Linked DNA regions of Danio rerio: region 1 is linked to region 2. Evidence: chromatin contacts called from public Hi-C data. All regions are on one chromosome and are shown on one strand. The core of a region is the stretch at or near the end of the contact, and the rest is flanking DNA. Distances in the headings are between cores, read along the strand shown. Region 1 holds the start of adamts6 (ADAM metallopeptidase with thrombospondin type 1 motif, 6). Region 2 holds the start of cwc27 (CWC27 spliceosome associated cyclophilin).

Region 1 (5,253 bases), core at 2,613-5,112, 370 kb after region 2:
AAAACAATATATACACAAAAACAAATTATAAATAAAGCCGCAAACAGCAATGAAAGGGACCTCATACCTAAATATACAAGAGACTTTTTTGTAGGTACTGGCATGTTTGATGCGTGTGCCAATTTTCGTACAAGTGTGTGAAATGTAACTCCATCAAAAGAGTACATACATGTAGGTGGCACTGTCGGGTCATTTTGCCACATAACAACAAAAAATAGAATAGATTTCCACTAACTTTTTGAAAAGTGCATTATAATGTATAAGTGTGAATTAGCTATGTATACGCTTGACAGCTGAACTGTCAAACCTACTCACACCTTAAAAGTTTATGATTTTGTATTTACTGCATTGTTAAAATGCACACTTTTTGTAAAGTTGCTTTGGAAGAATAATTATTGTGAATTTGTATTGCTTTACAAACACATTCTAAATTAACTGAATATCCATGAGAACTTCACAAAAATGGCACACATTGTTATTAAAGAGCCGTTTTAATGTTTGAAAGAAAAATAAAATAAATAGTGGCAGATAGTGTTAATTTAAGTGAGAAATAGGGCGTTTAATTCCTACCTAAATAGTTATGTTAACAAGTTGCCTGCTGTGTTCATCCAATCAGTGTTGCTGACATTGCAAATACGCATTGAAGGACATTAACCAAGGGTTAAAAATTACAGAAAGTGAAACGTAAGGGTATGAATTCCTAGGATTAACTGTTAACTCAGGTAAAGAGCAGTCTAAAACTTGACACAAGATAACCAGAATTCAGTTTACCTAGTGACCCAGACTTAACCTTCATTTATGGAGGTCAACAAAATTTTCATTTGTTTCTCAGCTTAAATTTCTTTATAAAAGACTTTTAGAAAACAAGCTTGCATGAAGCATTACTGAGCAATGAAAGTTTCCTCTGGGTAGAGTTGAAAGTGTCTTAATGACATCAGTGTGAGCCAAAATGAGTTATGGCTTGTTGAATTTTTAGAACTGCTATGACATCAGCTGTTACAGCAACAGTCATCTTTCTGTTCTTATCCACACATTATTAAGCTTACCTTGAGAGTTGTACGAAAGGATCTGAGCTTCAGCAGCGGCCAAAACCAGGCTAAATATCCAAGTCAGCGTCTTCCAAAAAATTTCCATAATTTAGGGAAGATCTGACATGGGGTGGGGGTAGGGGGAGGCTACAAGTGGATTAAAGCGATACGGTCAATCCAGCTTCGCACCATAACACACCCGTGACAAGCATCCTCGATACACTAGAATCCCAAGTCCACAGTTAATTCCAGGTTTAGAAGTCTTCCTAAAGGTGAAGTCTCAAGGAAGGACTCAAGCCTGCATCTTTGTCAGCCATGAGCAGGGCAAGAATCCATAACGACTCCCTTCATGTTATTCCAGAGCAGCAGATCTATATTAGGAACTTGTGCCGAACTATCCATTTGCTTGCCTGCAAATGAATGAGTTGTGGAAAAAAAGCTGTCAGTGGAAAATTGCCAATTTCTCCTGTAATAAAATGCTCTTAAAATACATTCTGACAGAGCGCAATGTTTCAACAGCAAATCCTAATCATGATTCGTCTTATCAAACATCAAAAGCAGATTTCAGGTTTTGTTGCTGTAACATCTGGACAGGTTTTGATCACACACACACACACACACACACACACACACACACACACACACACACACACACACACACACACACACACACACACACACACACACACACACATACATAACTGTGAGCTCATTGGTGTTGAGTGGGATGCAGTAACTTCAGGTTATCATTTTAACACCTGCACTTGACTATTAGCTGCCCTGCCTGTTTCCGACTCAAGGCATGAAACCATGCCGCAAAAACTTGTTGCAAATAACTCGACCGGTGGATGATCAGACTTACAAGTTCCACCAGTTTCAAGACTCTTAACATCTGAATAAGATCAATGCGTGATTCTTACAGTGCTTAGTAACCAAGTGTCATTTTTTGCCAGCACTAACTTCAACTAATGTATTTATTTATTTATTTATTTTTTCCTATTGCTTGATGACTTTTGAAGAGCATTAGGTCTGTTTAGTTCACACAAGTGTGCTATAAAAATAACCACAGGTGCAGAGCTATGATACACTACAATTTGGCAAATATTTTTGAACACTTAAATACAGTAGTCAACATTTGAATTGGATTTGTCCGTCTATATGTTGTTCCATATCTGTATGCATTTCTCAAAAAAAGATATTTTGAAGAATGCTAATGACCAAACATTTCTGATGAATACTAACTCCATTGTATAGACAAAAAAAGATAACAGACATTTCCCAAATCATTATAATTTATGTTCACCAGAGGACACAATCATAAAGCTTTGGATCTATTTATCGAAACACCAACCAATGAATCAACTAATGAATCAACTTATGAATCAATGAATCAATGAATCTATCTATCTATCTATCTATCTATCTATCTATCTATCTATCTATCTATCTATCTATCTATCTATCTATCTATCTATCTATCTATCTATTCAAAGATTCTCAATAGGGTTATAGTCTGGACTCTCTTTTGATCAATACATGTGTAAAAATGCCATCTCATGAATCAATCTTGGAAATAAATGAATGAATGAATTCATCCATCCATCCATCCATCCATCCATCCATCATCTATCTATCTATCTATCTATCTATCTATCTATCTATCTATCTATCTATCTATCTATCTATCTATCTATCTATCTATCTATCTATCTATCTAATGTCAGTCCATCCATTCATTGATCTGTCTATTCATGTCAGTCCATATCAATTTATCGGTTATTATATCAATCATTATTTATATCTGCAATATATGCACAAGGCTATTTGCAAAAAAGGCTGTATCCTTTCAAAACGTAAAATACAATAAGTCTTTTCATTAAAAAACAACAATATCTCTCACAATAAAGTCAAGCAAGATTGTACAGCACGACTTCCACAGCTCCACTTAAAAATAAAACTAAGGCAATTAAAGAAGCAGCTCACCGGATGAACATCAAATCAAATGCCGGCTTTTCTCTACATCAGCAAGCAGAAAAGTGGCCCAGTTCCACCAGATAGGCTAGATTTCCTAAACGTCAGCTCTTTTTGCGTGCGTTTCTTACCAGCAGAAGCTGAAGCGGCAACTGTGCAGACGAACATTCATGAGTATAAAGCGGCTTCTTCCAGACAGCAGCTCGAGTCTAAAACGTGTCTGACCCAGACAGCTGGCAACTGCCCAACACTATTACACTGACCGCTGAAATAAAAACACAAAAGACCAATGAGAAGACTACAAATGTACACCGAGTCTTCTTGCTCTTTTTATCTGCTTGATGAAGTGTATTTCAATAAAGTTGTCGCTTGAGATAAAGCAGTCACAGAGGAGTTACTATTAAAAACAGATTCCGTTATATTGTTATGCATTGATATATTCTGTGTACACTCCACCGGGAATGTCCAGACTGTCTGAAAGACTGTAAGAGATGATATAGTTACCGTCTTCATATTTTGCAGACAGTAGAACTCTTCATTTGAAATCCACTTCAGTGCATTCTTCAGTAAATCTCTCCTTTAGCTTCAAGCCATTCTCTTTATCTCTCATGCCAACAAATGCAGTCCTTGTACAGGGGAAAAACTCTTCATAAACTCACTCACTGCATCAGAAATGCAATGAAAAAAAAATAATTTACAAAATATTAAAAAGTTTGTGCAACTCAGCTCATGTTTAAATGTCAACGTGTCCAGAGATGGCTTATTGGTGGCTCTCGTGATCACTGATTCACCAGAGATGAATAATAACAGTAATGCACCGGTGCGCATGCAGGACTTGCAGCCTTTATTAGTGAAGCCGGATTTAAGCCAGAACTCAAACACTCGCAGTACGAGAGAGACGGGGAGGACCGACATGACGTCATTGCAGATGTGCGTGCCTGCGGCGCACTCCCGACCGTCAGGTGAAACACGTAAGAATTTGGTAACTATTTAAACTGTTTGATAAAATGATTTGGCCACATTTTTGTCCGTGAACTTGAACCATGACGGAAAGACAAAAGTCTACAAATTTTTCGAGTTATTTGTACGAACTTATTTTGACATTACTCACAAAAACGGCAGTGTGGCGAGGACAAATTGAAGTAGGCTAACGTTAACGTTAATTTTATTTAGCTAAGCTTGACATGTAGGCTTTGTTTTGGTTTGTAAGGTCAAGCTACTTTATTCTATAACCATTGTCTTGTATGTATGTGTATCAATGTTTTATTTAGCTGCGTAAAGACAAACTTGTGGCTAAATAAAGTACAGGTGTATTCTTTTGCCTGTAAGACATGCAGACAATAAGCCAAGAGGAATACTGTTTGTTATTAGCCTATAACAATAGCCTGTATACAATTCAAATATTAGCCTATGTCATTAGCTATACACAAATAGTTATCGTCTGGTGTTTCGAAGATCTGGGATTTCATTCTCTTTTAACTCCGTTGTAACAGATGTTTGTCAGGCGAAGACATTTTTTTTACTAGTTTAGAGTGACACCGTGTGGCCATTTTGAGACAGTGCGTTGCTTTACTGTTATGTTCACATTGCACTGTCCATGCAGTGTGTATTTCAACTTCATTTTGTTATTATTTTTTAGTCTAAACATATTCATTGTTGATTGAAAGATTGTTAATAATTTACTGACATGAAAGATTATTGAGAGTCTGGAAATGGCCGTAGATCCATATAACATCTAACCATTAAACTTTAAACTTTAGCATGCTCACTGGAAATATTCATTCATTCATTTTCTTGTCGGCTTAGTCCCTTTATTAATCTGGGGTCGCCACTGCGGAATGAACCATCAACTTATCCAGCAGGTTTTTACACAGCAGATTTTTATTTGTGTTGTGATATGATCTTTCCTCTAACAACTTTTGATGTTGAAAAGTTAAAAAAAGTGTAATTTAATAGTTTAATGTGATATATTGTCTGGTTTATTCTTGTAAATTACATTACAAAAACCTGCTAATAAACTGCAAGTACTTTTTCTGCTCTATTTATACAATATATTGTTTCAAACCACTAAAACTTAAGTAATAGTCACTTTAATAAAATGCAGTTTTATAAAATGCACAGTTGCATTTTCATCATCAAATGTCCACAGAGTAGAAATCAACATTCCATAGTACACTTCACAACTGTAAATAAACAGAAAAAAAAGTAAATTATGAAATACGGGACCTGTTAATTAATGTTTTTTTAAAGTGCT
Region 2 (5,471 bases), core at 1,778-4,277:
TCCGATACTTCTATAATGCCAAAAGAATAAAGAGCAAAAAAAAAAAAAAAACAGATCCAGGATGTTATGTTATTTTTACATTTAAAAACTCTGTTATGAAACAGAGCACTTCTGTGTGGTAGCTTGAACACAATCAAGCAATTAATAACAAATTCTTCACTTTTGGACTTTAGTGCAGCAGTAAATCTATTATAAAAACAAATAGCACCTCAACTTAAAATACCTGGCATGCAATCCTAACTTTACATATCTCACATATTGCTATGGCAATGTTGTCGTCATCAACTTTATGATACCTTCAGACCACAGGCATACTCCTGCTATATATATCCTGACCAGGAGGTTACGTCCGATTCTCATCAAGTCTGAAACCACGTGAACGGGCCCAATTTCCGATCATGTGATCGGATCTGGACATCCCTACCAGCAATACCCTAAAACAGTGGTAACCAAACTTGTTCCTGGAGGGCCGGTGTCCAGCAGATTTTTGCTCCAACCCTAATCAAACACACCTGAACAAGCGAATCAAGGTCTTACTAGGTATACTTGACAAATCCATGCAGGTGTGCTGAGGCAAGTTCAAGCTAAACCCTGCAGGGACACCAGCCCTCCAGGACCGAGATTGGTGACCCCTGCCCTAAAACATACATTTATTATAAATGTATCATCTTAATTGGATTTTTTTATTCTTTAAATTATGACAAAATAAAAAGTCTACCTCTTTTTTGCTTTTCCACGTGATCTCTCCTTGCTTTTCTTTTTATGCTTTTCTTTTCTAGAATCTTCCTGTGAACCTGTGTAGAAAACACCAATTTTTACAAAACGATCTTACTGTGGCAAATGATCACTGCAAAATCAGGGACTAACAGCAATGTCAGTATCCAGGTAAAGGAGTCACTGAAATGGTAAAGAGCCAAGACAGAATCGGAGTCTAAAGCGGTGAATAAACCTTTTGAATGGCTGCCGAAAATCTTTTCTTTACTGAGAGCTTCCTGCTCCTCCTCATCGCTCTCCTCGGTGCTGGTGCTGCTCACGTCCAAAACAATATCCTTCCTTGGATCCACGCGAAGAAAGTTACGACATTCAAAGGTAAGATGACCAGCTGATCAAAGGAGAGAAAGAATATATAGTTTGATTGTATTTATGCATAGACACACTTGTAAGTACACATAAATGTAATTCAATCAAAACTTTAAATATGCATTTTGTAAAGATGGATAAGTTAAATCGATCTATAGAGATACATGGATAGATATACAGAAAACAAGAAATGTAACACAAGCCAAACGTCAAATATGTTCACGTTTAGACCACGGGTGTCCAAACTGGGTCCTGGAGGGCCGATGACCTGCATATTTTAGTTCCAACCCCAATTAAACACATCTAAACCAGCTTATCAAGCTCTTCCAGGAAGGTCTATTGAAAGAAGTTGGATCTAAACTATGAAGGACACTCCAGGACTGAGTTTGGACACCCCTGGTTTAGACAGATAAATGGGCAAACAAATCCAAATTCATATGAAAATGTTAAAATATGTATTTTTGTAGATAAACAGAAAAACTGTCAAAAGTAAACGTAAATTAAACTTTAAATATATATTTGTGTAAAGAAAGACAAAAAAAAAAAAAAAAAAAACGCCATCCAAACAACACTTCAATTAAGTATTTATGTATATATTTATCTGTGGATTTGTGTGTAGATAGAAAGATGGTACATGGATAGATGGACTATGATTCATTATCTTTATTTATTTACAAGCAGAAATATAGAAAAAAAATCTACTTATAAACTGAAATATTGTTGGAAAGAAACTACAGAACAAAAAAAAAAAGCAAAAACAAAGTCAACTGTAAAGTTATGTTTTTGCCATACTCACGATAGCCACATCTTTTACATCCAGCTCTGATGTTGTCTTTATTTGGACCTGTTCATAAAAAGACATTCAATTCAATTTATATTTCTTTAAAAGTGTCATTTACATTGTTACATATATTCTGTATTGATCATATTTCATAATGGATTCATCTAGCTCACCATTTAAAACAATATCAAAGAAAGTATGTAGAATTAAAATAATGCGTCGTCATGAGATTTTATAAACATTATTAATCAGTAAACCGTAACTGTAAATGTAAAACATTCAGGAATTCAGGAACAACAGTCTTTTATTTAGGTAAATGTGTGCGATGTGAATGTCCAGACGAGCGAAGATAATCGTGCAGTGTTACTACCTAGAATAATCCCGAAGTAGCATATCAACAACAATCAGCAATGCTTATGGACAAACCCACAAAAGTATACCTGGGGCAGCCATGTTGTACTCGATTATAAATAGATAGAAATGATAACTTTCGTCGTATTCCGTCCGCCGCTTTTCAAAACACAAAACCGATCCGTCTGGTAAAAGAGTCCGGGTGGAAAGTGAACGAGTGCTCTATGGTACCATTTGGAGAACAGTTAATCCCTTCCATAGATGCATGAAAAATATGAATGTATTACGAAATATTAGCGCTAAAAAGATAAACGCAAGATGCTGCACTGAAAACCAATAAATATTGTCACGATAAGAGATAATTTGCCATATCTTTATGGTTTATCTGAATTTTGAGATATTGGCTTAAGCAACAATTTTTGGGGATACATTTTTCTGAATAGAAAGACACAATTTTCACTCGCAGGACAAAATGTTTTAAAAAATGCCAACACTACAATACTATACTACACGCTATAATTCAAAGACGACAATATAAGTGGAGATTATTTTCGTGATGTGCCCTGAAGTTTTAAACTTTACACATAAAACATGGTCATATTGATTATAATGATTGCTTGTAAAAATAAAAATCTGTCTCTCAATGTTCTATAATCTAAATGGTACGTTTATATTTACTCCGAGACTATAGGGGGCGATAAGGCCGAACAAAGTCTGCATGACGAATGAACGAAACTCTGCGGCGGCGTGACATGAAGCGCTTGTAAACAGAACATACTCTGGTACTTTATATCGGCTAGACGTGCTTCTTATGTTTTTGTAACATCTGCGCATATTCTGTACATTCTCTGTCATCAATGAAACCGTGGTGAGGGAAGTATACTCCAATAATACGCACTAAAGATGAGCAACATATATATTCAAGAGCCACCAACTAATGGAAAGGTGAGTTTCCATATCTCAAAATCATATTCATGATATATAATACTGCATATACACTAATTTGAGTCTGATTTTGCTTGCAATTTAAGTATTTTATTTACTTGCATTTTAATTATGAATTATGCAACGAATCAGTATTTTACGAGAACAAGCAAGTTAGTACCTTTATACATTTGTTCACGTATTTTAGAAACAGAATGGCTTATTAAACCTTTAAACTAATGCTTTAAAAAAACGAAAAAAACAATGAAAAGGTTTACACACATGTACATTTAAGATAAAAGAATATTCTCATATGTAATACAGCTCATCAGGGTGAAATTCTAAAAACCTTTAAATTGGTGAGATCTTTACTCTTTAATAGTGATCTTTAATAATGTGTATATAATATAATATATCTGACTACTTAAATAATACACAAGTGTTTAAGTTGTCATTCTAAATCTCCCAATAATATGTATTTAATAATAAAATGCTTCGGCGACGCAGTAGGTTGTACTGTCGCCTTACAGCAAGAAGGTCACTGGTTCGAGCCTCGGCTGAGTCAGTTGGCGTTTTTGTGTGGAGTTTGCATGTTCTCCCTCCGTTCGTGTGGGTCCACAGTCCAAAGACATACGGTACAGGTGAATTGGGTAGGCTAAATTGGCCGTAGTGTATGAGTGTGAATAAATGTGTGTGGGTGTTTCCCAGAGATAAGTTGCGGCTGGAAGGGCATCCACTGCATAAAAACGTGCTGGATAAGTTGACAGTTCATTCTGCTGTGGCGACCTCAGATTAATAATGGGAATAAGCCGAAATAGATGAATGAATAAAATGCTTCATTTTATGAGATCCATTTAAATCTCTTTAGTTTTATTTTATGCATTAGATGTGATAATAAAGGCTTTGTATGTTTATTTTAGCAGTTTTTTCTATTAACAGTTTTTCCACTGAAAAAAACAAACTGTTATAGTGTAAAGCTTTACAGTAAATAAAGCCTTTGAACTAAACTGGTGTTTTCTCACAGGTCTTGCTGAAGACCTCTGCAGGTGACATAGACATAGAGCTCTGGTCTAAGGAAACTCCCAAAGCATGTAGAAACTTTGTTCAGCTGTGTATGGAAGGTAGGTGGATTCACACACAAACTCATGCACATATAAAAGGCAATGATTTTATTATAATATTTTTTGCACTATTCATCATATCAAGTCATCTTCATACATAGACATTTGCATTTTTGCCTGTTTTTAAGGTTACTATGATGGCACAATCTTCCATCGTATGGTGCCAGAGTTCATAGTTCAAGGAGGAGATCCGACAGGCACTGGAACTGGTGGGGAGTCTATCTACGGCCGGCCTTTTAAGGTTGTTGTTGTTTCTGTAAATCATTGGGTGCTTTGTATAATTACATTGATGATCTACAAGTTATTTTTGAAGAAAACAATTACACTCATACCTCAGTAAATTTGGCGTGTCTTGCTATTAATATCTCAATTCTTTGTGGTATATTCAACAAGGTGGTAGAAAGATTCGTCCATATTGACATTTTTTTGGCATACACTCACATGAATGTGAATCTCCACTTTCAGCACATGCTAAAGGTGCTCTATTGGATTGAGATCTGGTTTTTGTGGAGGTCATTTGAGTTTAGAGACTCACTGTCATGTTAAAGATACCAGCTTGAGATGATCTGAGCTTTGTGACAGGATGCGTAACCCACAGAACTGCTACTGATTGGATAATTTATCTTTTTGGACCATTTTGTGTAAACCCTAGAAATGTTTTTTTTTCTTGTTAAAAATCCCTGTAGATCAGCTACAGAGTTTCTGAAATGCTCAGACGCCAACAACCATGCCACATTCATAAAATCCCCCTTCTTCCTAATTGTGATCGACAACTTAAAAGCTTATGATGTTTTTCTACTGGCCAGGAAATTAAAACTAGTTATTTCTAAGCCATCTTTTTATATAAATAATGTTGAAACAAGCCAAATATAGCTGTATGCATGCACTTTTTTTATTTAATATAACATTTCTTTAAAATCAGTTGACAATTTAAAAAAGACGAATTGTTGTAAATTATGCACTAAAATCTGTCCAGATTGAAGGTCTCAGATCACCAGTTTACGATTCGTAAACAGAGCAGCCTCTTATTAATGGAATGTTATTGTAAATATAATAATTAAGTCATATTAGTAAAAACAGTGTTATTAAACAGTATTTAAGTTTTATGGGGATGGATTCTCAGTGATCAGAAGATCAGAATGAAATACTCTCTCTGTTCAGAAAATGTCCTTCAGTCTAGATGAATACATATAAGCAGTCCACTGATTCTAATT

Evidence for each region. A called contact is a pair of places that touch in the nucleus more often than the background predicts.
Region 1: a Hi-C map of hematopoietic stem cells shows a contact between it and region 2, with 4 times the contacts expected there. The contact joins the promoter of adamts6 here to the promoter of cwc27 in region 2. A contact is called at or near these places in 5 of 18 Hi-C or Micro-C datasets (caudal fin, embryo, fibroblasts and 1 more) and 3 of 4 datasets of contacts at active chromatin or transcription factors (caudal fin, embryo and gastrula embryo).

The regions. Positions count from the first base shown.
Region 1 is chr10:12,419,379-12,424,631 of GRCz12tu, forward strand. It overlaps adamts6 (ADAM metallopeptidase with thrombospondin type 1 motif, 6), which reads right to left and starts at 3,863. Exons shown (of 26, transcript XM_017358010.3): 1 at 3,504-3,863; 2 at 3,131-3,264; 3 at 1,047-1,438. The coding sequence starts at 1,134.
Region 2 is chr10:12,053,654-12,059,124 of GRCz12tu, forward strand. cwc27 (CWC27 spliceosome associated cyclophilin) reads left to right here and starts at 3,028. Exons shown (of 14, transcript NM_201103.1): 1 at 3,028-3,157; 2 at 4,161-4,257; 3 at 4,386-4,498. The coding sequence starts at 3,116. srek1ip1 (SREK1-interacting protein 1) reads right to left here and starts at 2,412. Exons shown (of 5, transcript NM_001037672.2): 1 at 2,302-2,412; 2 at 1,877-1,924; 3 at 950-1,102; 4 at 719-794. The coding sequence starts at 2,314.